Regions from separate parts of the Zea mays genome. Here region 2 is linked to region 1. The links are chromatin contacts, called in public Hi-C maps. All regions are on one chromosome and are shown on one strand. The core of a region is the stretch at or near the end of the contact, and the rest is flanking DNA. Distances in the headings are between cores, read along the strand shown.

What was found. Hi-C and Micro-C count contacts between places; a contact is called where the count stands out from the background.
Region 2: a contact with region 1 is called in a Hi-C map of leaf mesophyll, with 2.6 times the contacts expected there. The contact joins the promoter of LOC100502296 here to the promoter of LOC100283151 in region 1. A contact is called at or near these places in 1 of 25 Hi-C or Micro-C datasets (leaf mesophyll) and 1 of 3 datasets of contacts at active chromatin or transcription factors (seedling).

What each region holds. Positions count from the first base shown.
Region 1 is chr1:17,047,213-17,054,318 of Zm-B73-REFERENCE-NAM-5.0, forward strand. LOC100283151 reads left to right here and starts at 4,028. Exons shown (of 1, transcript NM_001156053.3): 1 at 4,028-4,966. The coding sequence starts at 4,176. The coding sequence ends at 4,721.
Region 2 is chr1:17,726,424-17,733,469 of Zm-B73-REFERENCE-NAM-5.0, forward strand. It overlaps LOC100502296, which reads right to left and starts at 2,748. Exons shown (of 1, transcript NM_001196774.1): 1 at 1,737-2,748. The coding sequence starts at 2,645. The coding sequence ends at 1,830. It overlaps LOC103631807 (wings apart-like protein 1), which reads left to right. Exons shown (of 4, transcript XM_008653442.2): 4 at 1-538.

The DNA.
Region 1 (7,106 bases), core at 2,778-5,277:
TCCCAGCACGTTGCTGCGCACATGTGACGGAAATTAATGTAGTCTCTGGCGCGTACGTGTCGCCAGCCCCGCGCGGCATCTTTCTTCACGCCACGCGACGGGTTGGGCAGGTGGGCGGTGCGGCGCGGTGCGGCACGGCACGTCGCTGTCCTGCTCCCCGTCTCCGCGAAACGTGTTTGCGCACATGACGCATCTCGACTGACACCGGCAGTCCGGCACCACCACACACACACACACCACAGGAGTCTCGTTTCAAAGATGGCAGGCCGGCAGCAGTACAGGTTTGGGCACGGGCGGACTAATCGGAATCATCGTTCCGCCGCCTCAACCGCAATTAGCCGGATTATATGATACGATACGATGCGCGTAGGTAGACATAATACGCGGACCAGAAAATCGGGCAGCGAACGAGAGCGGGAATAAAGGCCTGTGCGGTATGGGCGTGACGCCCCCGATATCTTTCTCGTGAACCATCAGAAGGCCACAGGGGAAAGGCGTGCACGCAGTTGCCGCAGGTCCCCCACAGTCCACACATGTGGGTGGAGCTCGTACGGGTCCCCTTTTCAGTTTTTTGTTGTTGATGTGAATATGTGATCTTGTTGCGTCGGCTGTTTGGTTTAGATTTTTTTCTTTTCAACTTCTTTGATAAGAATCGGACTATGAATAGAATCTAGTTGAAGAACATACGGAGTACGATAAACTTGTACATGGAGTTCTGGATCTAGAAAACGATTTCTGCTATCGACTTTATCAATTATATATTCATGTTGATATTTGGATGGTTTTTACCGAAACGACTTTTATATAAACAAGCTGAAAAGTTAAGAATTTGATAGTCCACAACAGCTTTTAACGTCAGAAGATCAAAAAAAACCTGAAACAAACGGGGTCGACCTAACGGGCATGCAGCTAGCGTATTGAGCGCTTGTTTTCGTGTTGTTTTTTATTGAGGAAGGAAACATGGTTCTGGTTCCATGGATGGAGCAGCACTAGTAGGACGGCGAGGGTGGTTCTGGACCATCTTGTCTTCTGGATGTGGGCAGTGGGCTGGCTACCGGAAAGAATACATGCTGGGTTGTGCATGTTCAACTCTGTCGTATTAAGATGATGTTCATCCTCTGCTGGGCCGATCGAGAGCGGAAGGAGCTGCAGAACATGACTCGATCAAGACACGTCGAATGGATCATGTTGCGAACGCATTGCCAAACATGGCCTTGGTCGTCGACGGTGCAGCCTCCGATCCCTGGACATCAATTCTCGGGTTATTGGTTATGGACTAACGTATCTATCATAATAATCGGTTACCAGTACGTTACGACGGCTCACGATAATACCCACATAAATTATCTAAAAAAAAGATCTCAAGATTTTTTATTAGTTGTTTTCATTCTTCGTATAATATTTTTTTATGAACGCACGAGTATCATAGGCAGCAAATCAAAGACCCACATCCCTCATCTTCCTTACTTCTAAGGTTTCGTATAGCATAAGGGGAAGAGAAGAAGCGGACATACATGTTCTTTGCCGAAGAAGGACACGACGAAGACCTGGACATCTGTAGGCGAAATATATAGTATATCGCTAGATATATAGGGAGAGAGCACGCAAGCGGATAAAGAAGCTCAGCCGGAGCAGCTCCAAACCAAGAGACACCCGCACCAGGCGTCAGTCCGAGAAGGGCGAGAGAATGCGCGCGTCTTCCCAGCCTTGGACCCGCCGAAGCGACACAACACCACCACTATCTCTGTAGCATATGCCGACTGCTGTCACGCTACATGCCTTAATTGTCCAATATCTCAGACTTGGACTCATCGCTAAGATAACCTAAGCGTGGCAGGCGCCACCATGTCCTCCTCGACGGCACACACGGAGAAAGGCCAGGAGCATGACCGACTCGCCCTGTACCCGCGTCGACGACAATATATAATGACGGAGGCCAACTTTGGTTGGTTAATCCGATCGGTTCATCGATGGTCAGCAAGTATGATGGTTCTAATGATGATCCTGCACGTATTTCGTGTGTGCATCGGTCGGCTCGCGACTCAAACCGTGGGCGAGGTAGCAGGTTGGGGTGGAAGAACCGGACGAAGGCAGGGAAGACGAACAGGACGTCCGACGACGACAAAAACGATGTTGCGCGCATGATGTGAAATGTCCTCATGGATGTACAATAGCCACTGCGCGAGTCGGTGTCGGGGCTGGTGTCTGACGAATACGGGGAGGAGGCGCTTGCTCCTACGCCCTCTGTCAAGAATGAGGTGGCACGGAGGTGAAGGCATGAGAGGAGAGAGAAAAGAAATAGAATGGCGAACAAGGTGGTGGCAACTAAGGCGAGGACCATCATTATCGTACAGAGATATGGATGGTTAAATGGGTCGTGTCTGGCGAGCCGACTTGAGACACGACCCTTTTAATAGTGCCTGGGCAAACCTGGCACGAGCGCCATGCGGTGCTTGGGCCATAGCCTCGGGCCATAGTGCTGGTTCGGCCCGGCACGATTATTTTTTATTTCACAAAAAAATCATGTATACATATGTACAATTTATATTCAATATTATAAGCATTTGAGCATGATGTTCTACTGGTTAGATAGTTTTGCCTAGTGTCTTCTACCCTCCTTCCATCATGGTGTAGGTTCAATTCCCACGTCCTGCACCGCTTTTTAATATTTCACGTTGAGTTGATTTGAAGGAAATGTAATGTATGGATTTTTTTGTAAAAAGATGACGCAGGACGACCGTTGAAATAGGTGCTTTAAGTATATTAGAGATTAGAGATTTAGGAGGTGTTTGAATGCACTAAAGTTAATAGTTAGTTGTTTAAAAATTAGTAGTAAAATTAGCTAGATAACAAATAGCTATCTAACTATTAACTAATTTATAAAAAATAACTAATATCTGAAGTATTAGTTAAGGTGTTTGGATGTCTCAACTAATTTTAGACACTAAATATTAGCTCCAGTGCATCCAAACACTTACTTAACCTAGATAATATGCAGGTAGAGAATTATGATTAGGTGCGTAAAATAGGCAACAATCGAAATGTGTAGGAGAAATAGTCAAACGTTCCCGCATACCAACAACATTAGTAATACGCTCACTCGTTCTCAAGGTTTTTAGGTCGACTCTAGTCATGAACAATGATAAAAAGTGACTAATTATGATAAGTTATGGAGTTTGAAAATTGAATAGTTCCATTGATTCCATAGAAGAATACTAGGAAGAGAACACAGGATAATAAACCAACACAGTTCACTCTCCTTATATTTTGAATCTGATCCTCGATATACCGTGCCATTATAACTGGTAGTAGGCTGGTACTTTAGCATAGTACTACACTCGTTCTCGAATATTTGTCAGTCGCTAGTTTATTTTTAAACTAAAACACGATAAATAAAAAAGAATGGAGAAAATAACATACATTCAAAGTAAGAAGAACTAAATCCAAAAATGACATATAAATTATCGCAAATCTGTGATATGCCTTCCACATTATCATAGCATTATCAAAGATAGATCTTGATTTTAGAAAATAATAAAATTATTTTTATATTTTTCTGAGCTAAGATAAAATTATTATGAATTTATAAAGATAAGTTTAGATTTAATATATTTTTTTTGAAAATACCAAATTTATTAAAGACGGTAAAATTACGAATAAAAACAGTAATTTTCAAAAATAGTCAAAAGAAATTCAAACTATTTTCGATTCCGATTTTTCTTACCGATTCAATTTAAACCTAAATTCCTATTTAAAGCTATTTTTCATAAATTTTTTTAAAACAATACCTGATGTCCAAAAAATACCGTTTCCGTTTTCACCCGCTGACCCCACCCACCCAACCTGCTCTCTTCCGTCGCCGTCGCCCACAAGAATCACGTGTTTTTCGTGCCCAGCACCACGCCACCACCGCGTCTCACGTCTCCCCCACCCGCCGGTGGGAAAAAAAAAAACCGATGCCGCCCTCTCCGCTCCATCAAATCAATTGCCTTGCCCAGGTTGCCCATTGCCCTTGCCCCGCCCCCATCCCGCTATAAAAGACAAGGCTCCCCGCGACGCCCCCATCCATTCCCACAGCACCAAGCAAGAGCAAAGAGCAACACAAGCCAAGGCAGCAAACGACCCGCGGCGACGCAAGAAGAGAAGCCAGCAGTCGTCTGGATCCATCGATTGACATGGCCATGGCGGCGGCAGCGGAGGGCAAGAGCCGGAGGTTCGCGCTGGCCTGCGGGGTGCTGAGCCAGTACGTGAAGGCCGAGCAGCAGATGGCGGCCGCCGGGGCCCCTGCCCCGCGCGCCCCGGCCACGACGCTGAGCCTCATGCCCGGCGCGGACGTCGGCGCCGAGCAGGAGCAGGCCGCCGCGAGGGGGCAGGAGACGGCCGGGTCCGCCTCCACGGCGGCGCCGCTCACCATCTTCTACGGCGGCAGGGTGGTCGTGTTCGACGACTTCCCGGCGGAGAAGGCGGCCGAGGTCATGCGCCTCGCAGCTGGCGCCGAGCGCCCGGCGGCCCCGGCCCCGGCGCCGGCGCCGCGCGACGACCTGCCCATCGCCCGGAAGGCGTCGCTGCAGCGGTTCCTGGCCAAGCGCAAGGACCGCCTCGTGGAGCGCGCCCCCTACGCCCGCCCGTCCCCATCCGAGGAGGCGGAGAAGGCGAAGCCGGCCTCCTCGTGGCTCGGGCTCGGCGGCACGGACGCCGAGCGCCTCAACATCGCGCTGTGATTTGGATCTCGCTTGCTACCCACCTGGATCGACCGGGGGCGATTTGATTGGCTGGGTTCCTGGCTTCCTTTGGGTCTGCTGGATTGGGGTTGGTGTGGAGATCGGAGACGGAGGATTGTAGAAACGTATTCTTGTTTTTTTTCTCTCTCCCTTACGAGAGAGTTTGGCTGTTAATTGATTCGATAATAGAAAGATGGAGGATGTACAATTCGTGTCTTTCCTTCGTTCTGAATGTCTATTTTCCCTGCAAAAATCGTGGCTGAATTCATACAAAACTCGATGCCAGCAGCAACTTCTCCACGCTTGACCATGAGAGAGGAGAGAGAGAAATATTGACGACTTCCAGAAAAGATAGAAAACTGAAAATCCGAAACGGAGCTCCAATCACAGCCTCAAAATCGCATCGGTATAGTCCTCCAACAAGCAAAGCTAGGAATAGTCTATTGCCCAAGAATTCAAAAAAGTGGTCCAAACGGCCACCACGAAAACGTGCCTACAAAACCGCGTAGTACTATAAACCCCACCCCCACTACGCGGCAACACCTTTTGGTGGAGCGGCACCAGCCACCGCAGTCCGCACCGCACCGCCCCGTCTCTCTCGCGCGCGTGTGGAATGGATTATGATAATACTCAACCGTCGCTTGCGCTGGTGATTATCGCCGGGCAAGCGCAAGTGGGGCCGGCACCCACGGAAAGAATCCACAGGCCGACCGAGCTAGCTAGTAGGCGACGGGAACCTTCGCGCTCCCAGGTGGCCAGGTCCCAACCGCTGCCGGCCAGGCCTGCCGCTGCAACTTGCACGCCCCCTGCTAATATTCAAACCGAACCGTGCTCGTCGTGTCCGTCCGTCCGTCGCGTCGCGTCGCGTCGCTTTCTCCGGCCACGCGCGTGCGTTCCCGTGTGGCAGCCCCCGCGACGTGCCCAACACGCCCGCCTTTGAAACGGGAGCGGTCAGGGTGCCCCCGGTCCGGTACAGTTGTACGCCTCCGACTCGAAAGGCTCTAGTACCCGGGGCGGGGATCGGATGCGCACGATTCTGTCACGTTCCCGACAGCAACTCGCACGCGGCATGTTGGGTTTAGGGTGCCGAAATATCTCCGTGTTTATCCGGGCTACCATTGTCTTACAGGTTGTCGCTCGCCGCTTGATGGCGATCTCTCGTGATCCTTACGCTAACAGCTTGTTTACCATAGTTCTACTTTCTCAGGCTCAGCCAAACACTTTCAGACCCATTATCAATGGAGCTAATTTGATAGAGTAAACGATCCATCAAATATACAATTAGAGAAGTTTTTAATAAAACTATACGCCATGACATCAGTTGCGCATAAAAAATAAACTGTTCTCCTTTTCTCTGTCCATCTCCTCATCGATTCATTCGTATCGGTTCACCCACACTGCCATTCACCGGTGGCCATGTCCACCCGCAGTCGTCGCACGCCAATTAGAACGAAGCAAAGAACGATAAAATGCATCAGCGACTCTCGAATTTGACCTCTCTTTCAGTTGCATCACCAAACACTGGTAGAAAAAAAGTTACCGCCAGTAGAAATGATTTGAAACGATTTTTTGAGGTTTTTGAATGAACTCATACGAAAAAACGTCGAAATAAAAGTCATAGATCTCTAAAATTATTTTTCTTCGTAGTTGATAACGTTTTCATTTGAAATCATTTTAAAATTGATTGATGTTTTTTTTTGTAAATGATTAAGAATGGCAATATGCTAATTTGTGTGTAACTGTGTAGCTAGATCCAAGGGCCACTTTAAAAAGCACAACCTTAAAACTAAAATATGACATTCAAGTCTTACAATTTTCACGAAATGAATCAAGATTTGCTGGAAAGAACTTAGTTTGGCAATCATTTAGACTATATGGAATATTATAAGAAGATTTACACATGGACCATGCTTAAAAGTTGGACCCACTTACATGTGTAGTGCGGGGTGGGGTGTTCCTAGGAACTCATTCCAACCCACTCGCGCAAAACCCGTCCAATTTAGTTCTAAGACCCATTCCTACCCGCTAAACAATACCATATCAATACCCACCTATAAACTCGTTACAATCCAACCCATTAGCAGGTCTATCTGTGACTTAAGTGATATATCATGCCAAAGACAGATACTACGTTTACCCTTCTTTTTTTCCCGTGGTGGATATGAATTACTAGTAGGTACCTGCACGATCACAAGTCATGATTGGACGGACGTTGGCGACCAGGCAAAGGTATCATCGCCCATCATCAGGGTACAAAAACACAGAGAAGTACTGGCAGCTACGTTTTAGAGGTCAAACGGGACAAATGATGATGCAGATCTCGTGTAGCAAATCCGCACAACCAGACACTGACGAAGCGGAAAGCGCCTTCAATTACGCAGCGCG
Region 2 (7,046 bases), core at 1,498-3,997, 680 kb after region 1:
GGTATACCAGTGGCGATCGTGATGGCAACGACTGTCGCGATCGTGGTGGCCGAGATAACGGTATACCAGTCTGCAGCAGAACACTGCTGAATTTGATATATAGTGTGAGGTTTTTAACAGTGAAATCTTTTCACTGCGCGATTATTTCTATGTGTTCAGCAACTGATTATAGACACCGATGACATCTACTGATCGCTGACACCGATGACACCTACTGATCGCTGCTGGCTGAGATGGCAGAGCTGGAGAGCGACGAGGAAGAGGCAGACACCGATGACACCTACTGATCGCTCCTGCATGCAGCTCAGCAGCTGCTCAGTCATGGTGTCCAGTCCTTGTGCTGCAGACATGGCGCCGCCGAGCGTCCGAGCTTAACCCGTGCGTGTGATGACGGATGTTGTATTGCACTCTTTACTCTGTTTGTATAATAAAAGTCTGTACAGTGCTGTACAATTGCAGATTGCCTTGTACAGATAAACTAGCGTGCAGTGATATACTCCGTCCCAAATTCTATGTTCCAAAACGGTTTAAATAATTATATTTTTTAGAGAGATCAAAGTAGTTTTAAGTATGATTAAATTTATATAATAAAATAATACTAATTATGATACCAAATAAGTATCATGGATACTTAAGTATGATAAATTTATAAATAATATTACATTATAATCAGCTACTACAGAAAACTAAAGATAAAACGAAGCACCGATCATGACAGAAGCCAAAATATATTATAGAGAGGTCATATCGCGGATGGTGTCGAGGACCAGAACGCGACGCTGGGACTTCTTTCGTGCTTGAGCGGCAAGAGCGAGGCCCACGAAACGGACAGTATGGACGCCCTCGTTCCACTCTTATGCTATTTTATATCTTAGAATGTGAATACTTATGTTTTTCTATAATAATCATGGGTCATTTTCACTATCCTGGGAAATTCGGATCTGTGTTCGCCTCATTTCCTGGACCCATCTTTCCAGCTCTATATCTGTTTCAGACTACGTTAGATTATTATGTGTTTCCGTTGCAACGCACGGGCATCCACCTAGTTATATCTAGATGAGTCATACCAATACCACCATCTACCAGAGTTGCCGCCACATACTCCTTCCGTTTCGTTTTAGTTGTCGCTGGATAGTGTAAAATTGAACTATCCAACGACAACTAAAAAGAAACGGATGGAGTATTTTTTATTTGGCGGCTAGAAACTTGCATAGCGTCGTCGCCGCGGTTTGGAACGTCGTCCATGCAATGCATGTGGCTTTAGCGGTTTAGCTTAATGTTGTTAGTTATTTGTCTCCGTGTGATTAGTGAACAGTAGATAAAACTAGCCTGTATTTTTTCTAGAGTAACATGCCTCCCCGTACTCATACTGCGTACGATCAATAATACTTCACCTAAACCGCCGCCGCCGCCATCATCTATTTTTGTTCCTGGTATTGGTATATTGCCCTGGTGCGCTGCTCTGCTTCTGGATAGGCAATTGGTAACTGGTGCTGCAATGCAACGAGGTGGGAAAAGTGAAATGGCTGCTCAATGAAATTTGTAGGAATGCATATTTTTGCAAATATGCAAATCTCGTAAGATGGACCTGCGCGTCGTACCGTACCAACATCACCGTTCGTTCACGTGCGTACGATGTACCCGAGCCGAGGAATCCGTTGTAGTACGTTCGGACACACGAGGAAGAAGAGGTCCCACGTTCGGACAGAAAAGAAATTATAGGAAATATCGGCTGTAAAAAACGGTTTGCTTATTAGGGTTCCACTACATCCTTTTTTTTTACAGGGGCAACTCGGCAGCAAGGATTGGAAGAAGGAAAACCGGCCGGCCTAGAAGCAAACACTGTCGTCGAAGCTCCAGAGTCCCACGCTGTCGTCGCAAAACACGGCGTCGCCGCCCAACAACTGGCAGTCCATCGTCACGGCAGGCTCGTAGCACAAGCCGCCGTCGAAGAAGCTGAACGGGTCGCCGAACATGAAAGCGTCCATCAGCAGCGTATCGGCGGAATCGTCGGACGGCGCCAGCGCAGGCGCCACCTTCTTCTCCCTTCCCTGGGCTTCTTCCTGGGGCTCTGTCCGGGCGCGCTTCGAGGCGCCGCCGAGTTCGACGCACAAGCCGACCGCGGACATGCCCTGGCACGACCTGTCGGGCAGGGCGCCGCCTCCTCCGTTCTCGTCCTCGTCCTCGTCCTCGTCCACGCGCGGCGCCGCCTTGGCAACGGCGGAGCGGCGCTTGGAGTTGGACGGGAAGTTGAGCCTGGCGGTGGCGCCGCGGAGGTCGCGCGCGGCGTGGTCGTAGGCGCGCGCCGCGGCCTCGGCGGTGGCGAAGGTGCCGAGCCAGACGCGGACGCCCCGGACGGGGTCGCGCACCTCGGCCGCCCACTTGCCCCACGGCCGGCGCCGCACGCCGTAGTACGGGCTGCTGGGCCGCCTGCGCCGGGTCCCGGCGAACCCGAACGCCTTCTTCGTAATCGCGCCCACCGGCTCTTCCTCGGAGTCCTCGTCGAAGTCACGGAACGCGGCCTCGAAGTCGTCGTCGTCGTTGGCCGCAGTCCGACCCTTGCCGCCGCTACCGTGGCCTGGCGTGACGCCGCGCCGCGCCGGCGCGCTGGGTATGAGCTCGGCGAGGATCGCACCGCCGCACATGTTGCTAAATGCTAGCTCGCTACTCGCTCGTCGGAAGGTCAGCTGTCTAGTAGCGTGTACGTGCTTAATTTACTTGGATTGGAGTTGGCGGTGAGTAGTGTCGTGCTGGGCTGTGATCGTGGGCAGTGCCGAGGTGGCGACTATATAGGAGTCCATTGAGGCGCTTGGAGTAGGCGAGAGGCCAAGGCGGCCGGGGAGATTGGAGAAGGATAGACTAGAAAAAGTCCGCGATTGCGACGGTGAGGCACAAGTCAGCAGCAGATGGAGAGGTCACTCACTTGACGAGTAGTCTAGTCACAAGGGCGCTCCCGTGGCTCCCAAACTGATGGGCTTTGCACTACCACCAGCCGACAGGCAAGTATGTAAGGGCACCCGTTCATTCCGATCAAGAACAAACACGGCAACGCCGGGAAGTCCGCTTGTCGACCTTGCCGGCGCCGCGCGGCCTTCATTGACATTTGACACGGTACAGCTCATCGCTCTTGTAATAACGAACAAAATAGTACGTGTACGTGTTTGCAAATGCACGTTCGTCGCCATCGCCGTGCACCGCTCACTGCAGATCGGTCGAGAAGCTTCAGCGAGATTCTTCAGGCAGAGGGAAAAAAAAAAGAATCCGAGTGTTCCAACACCCGAGTGAGGTGGCGGATAGATGTGCAGTGAAGTTGGGATGATCTGGACAGTGTGACCCAGCGGATGGCCGAAATCTAGAAGAAACGGAAATTTTGCACGAGTTTATCAAACGGATGTAGCGTGCATAATTTTACGGAATTTAGTAGTAGGGCACTGGTAATTTCAAAAAAAAAAAAAAAACTGATGTTGATGATATATAGCTGTTGGTGTATCGTCTAAGCCCAAGTGGATGTTAAGTTAGTTCGTGCCATTGGATGGACCATGCTACTTAAATGTTGCTACTTGGTACAAACATATTTATCATCAACTGGATGCGATGCGATACCGTCTTTCGCCTTTACCGGTACCAAGTATCAATCCTGGGCTGATTTGCTGATGCTTTGCACAGTTGCACCAAGTGTGGAAACATGCTACATGCCAAAATTTAGTTCTTATCCTGTTTGATTTCAGAGATTAAAAATATTTAAAATGAATTAAATAACTTATAAGAAGACCAAAATGTTCATTGTCATTCTCACTGTTAGTACAACTAAAATAAATGAGAGACACAAGATGATATTAGTATCTCTTTTAGTTACCCTTGAGGGACTATGGACTAAAGCAGTTTCTTCTTCTGTTAGTACTGCTCATTATCATTCTCACTGTTAGTACTGTTCACGCTGGATTGTAATCACTCTGACATCACTCTCGCATTTTCTCCTTCTAGCAAGTCAAATGTATCAATGTAATATAAATATTATGGATAATCATTCATGTCTATGAAATGAGAATATAAATAATTTACTGATATATCATCATTATTTATATTCTTTTGTATTTTATGTACTTTCGTTCATATTTGTTTACTGAGATGATGAAGGTATATCATTCATGACCTTCGTCTGAAGATTATTATATCCGAAAGAAGATAATGCGTCGAAAGACGAAGGTCTTTAATCGTTAACAATTGTGTTGCTTTGTTTTTGATGTATAACATTCGAGAACAAGGACCAACATATATGATATGGATGATTTATATGATTGGGTATGTGATATGGACAACCTATGTGATGTTATATTGATAGTTAGGGATGAAAGTGGATAACTGAATTGTTAGATAAATTCAATATTTTAAAATAGATATGTATGAAATTTGATATTGATTTTTTTTCTTATTTTATCAAGCACGTTATTACAAATAAGAATAAAATTTTGTATAAATTGTTTTATGCATTATTTGCTCCCTACAACAAAAAAGTAAAAAATATGAATCTATATTTGTATCTATATCTGAATTTTATATCTATCATTTGAGAAGATATATGATTAATATGAGGTTTACCTTTTATCAATATTTACGAGCTTAATGCTAAAAACAATAATATAAATTTGTACATTGAATTTTATATCCTATTTATTCGCAACCAAAGAAAAAAGCCAAAAAAATATCCGAACAAGTAGCCGTTTTCATCCCTATTGATAGTAATATATTTAATGCGGCCACATATTTCATCTATATATCATTGATTTCATCGGCCTATGAAAATTATCCACCAAAGAAAAAAGCCAAAAAAATATCCGAACAAGTAGCCGTTTTCATCCCTATTGATAGTAATATATTTAATGCGGCCACATATTTCATCTATATATCATTGATTTCATCCGGCCTATGAAAATTATCCAGATTACTACTGTGACGTGCATCGGTGCATGTCTTGTATTGAGATGTATAAGCTGACTTCATCAATTTCAGAATCCTGCTTCATTAGGCACACATCATGCATGACAAAAACAGGATAAGTTTATTTTTTTTCGTACATCATAATTAAAAACTGGAGCATGGATAAGTATTTTCCGTGTGTGGAATACACTGCTAGACAGACATGTATTGCACAGACACAGCCAACCAGGCGTGCCCTGGAGCCCTTATGATAGAGGCGAAGAAGATGGCAATGTCTTAGAATTGTTCATATTTATAATAGGGGATCGTAGAGTTGCTGTGCGTGTAGACAGTGGGATGGAACCCGGATGTCGACACCTTTTTTTTAGCTTGGTGATGGGCAGGATTGATAATTTGCAATTTGAGCAGCTCGTTGGGAGCAAGGAAAGCCAAGTTCAGTGCCCCTTCCTCTAGGGCTGCCTACAAAACAATATCAATTGTTAATAGTAAAATAAACCGTCCCTATCGTTTGGGGCTCATACTTGCAGTTGCAGCTGGCAAAGTTTATATTATCATTCTCTCTCTCTCTCTTCTTTTCTTCTCTTCATGAATCCTATGCGTCACTTCTGTACCACAGTGGTGTGGTGCACCATATGCCGGTAGCCGTGTGGTCTAGACGGGGCTGGGCTGGACCTCAGCGGTATCGGTGTGGTTAAGGGTGTAATGGAATCAGATTTGGACAAATGTAACTCTTTCATATTTATTTTCATATTTTCTTTTTAGATTGGATATAAATATTATCAGTTGTGTCGAATAAGATTTGATCATGTATTAACATCTTAAATATTCAACTTTCAGAATACGGATATGGATAAATACTAGATACGAATCGGATATTGAGTATCCGAATTTGGATATGGATCGGATCATAGCCTTTTTAGACGGATCGAATTCAAATACGAACACATAATATATATCATTTACACTCTAGGTGTGGTCTCCGATCCTGCATGGCCGAACAGGAAAACCATAAGACGAAAATTAGCCTATCTTTTTGTCGTTTCGGCTAGTAACCGATAGAAGTTAGCCTAATTTTTATTGGTTACTAAGCAACTCCAAGAGATCACTAAAAAAATGTTTCCCAAAACTTGTTATTGGGGCCGTTAGGGAAAAAAAATGTTGCTAAAAAAATATAAACCCACATCAGTCTGCTAATAAGTGGTCCCTAATTTTTTTTGAAACATATCTCACAGGCCATGACTTGACTATTTGGACCACATCGTTTGCATCATCAGCTCATCGCTACTGTAGATCGGTACTCTAGATCACGTCATAGCTATTGCAAGCCGCTGCTGTAGATCGCTGGCATGCAAATGCAAGCCATGGACGTGCGCTGGTGTACTGCAAGTCTGCAACTGGTTGGCATCTATGTTTCATGTGCAACTGGCGTCTCTGCTAGCTGATCTGCTCCATCTTGCATGTGCTATGCGCGCCAACGAGAAACAGGTGATATACACGAGGTCAAAAGTGGGCGCGGGAAATAGGTGCTATGCGCTCATGCGAGAGGATTGGGAAAGACTTTACCTCACTCAAATTTACGGGAGCAGTCACCCTCGATGCGTGACGCGAAAAAATGGAAGAACTTTGCACGAGCTGTTGGATGTGGGTGGAACCGGCTTTTCTCCTAAAACGATTTATTCGGGGTTTTTAGCAGCATTCTCTTAGATGCTCTAAGACTGTCTATAGTAGAGTGTGTAAAATAGGGGACACGACTGAACTTTAGATAATATCATTTAATATTATTTATAGAGATAAGTTTAAAATAGAAGATAAGATAGTGAATAGGATACATGATCAACAGCCTAATAGGATCAACAAAAAATTGCGAAATAAATATGTCAGTTGCACTCATGCACCCACATACCATGCTCGCATCTCCTTCTCCTTGCCCCCGCGTCGCACACAACACCACACAGCCGCCGCACCTCATCATCGCCACCGTGTTGTGCTGTCATCGGGGCACCTCCTCACCGATCTCCCTCGTCTCAACCCCCACCATCGTTTTCCATCCGTTTTCCATCCCGGTCGCTTATAAGAATCAACTAGAATCACTTTATTTGTTAATGAAT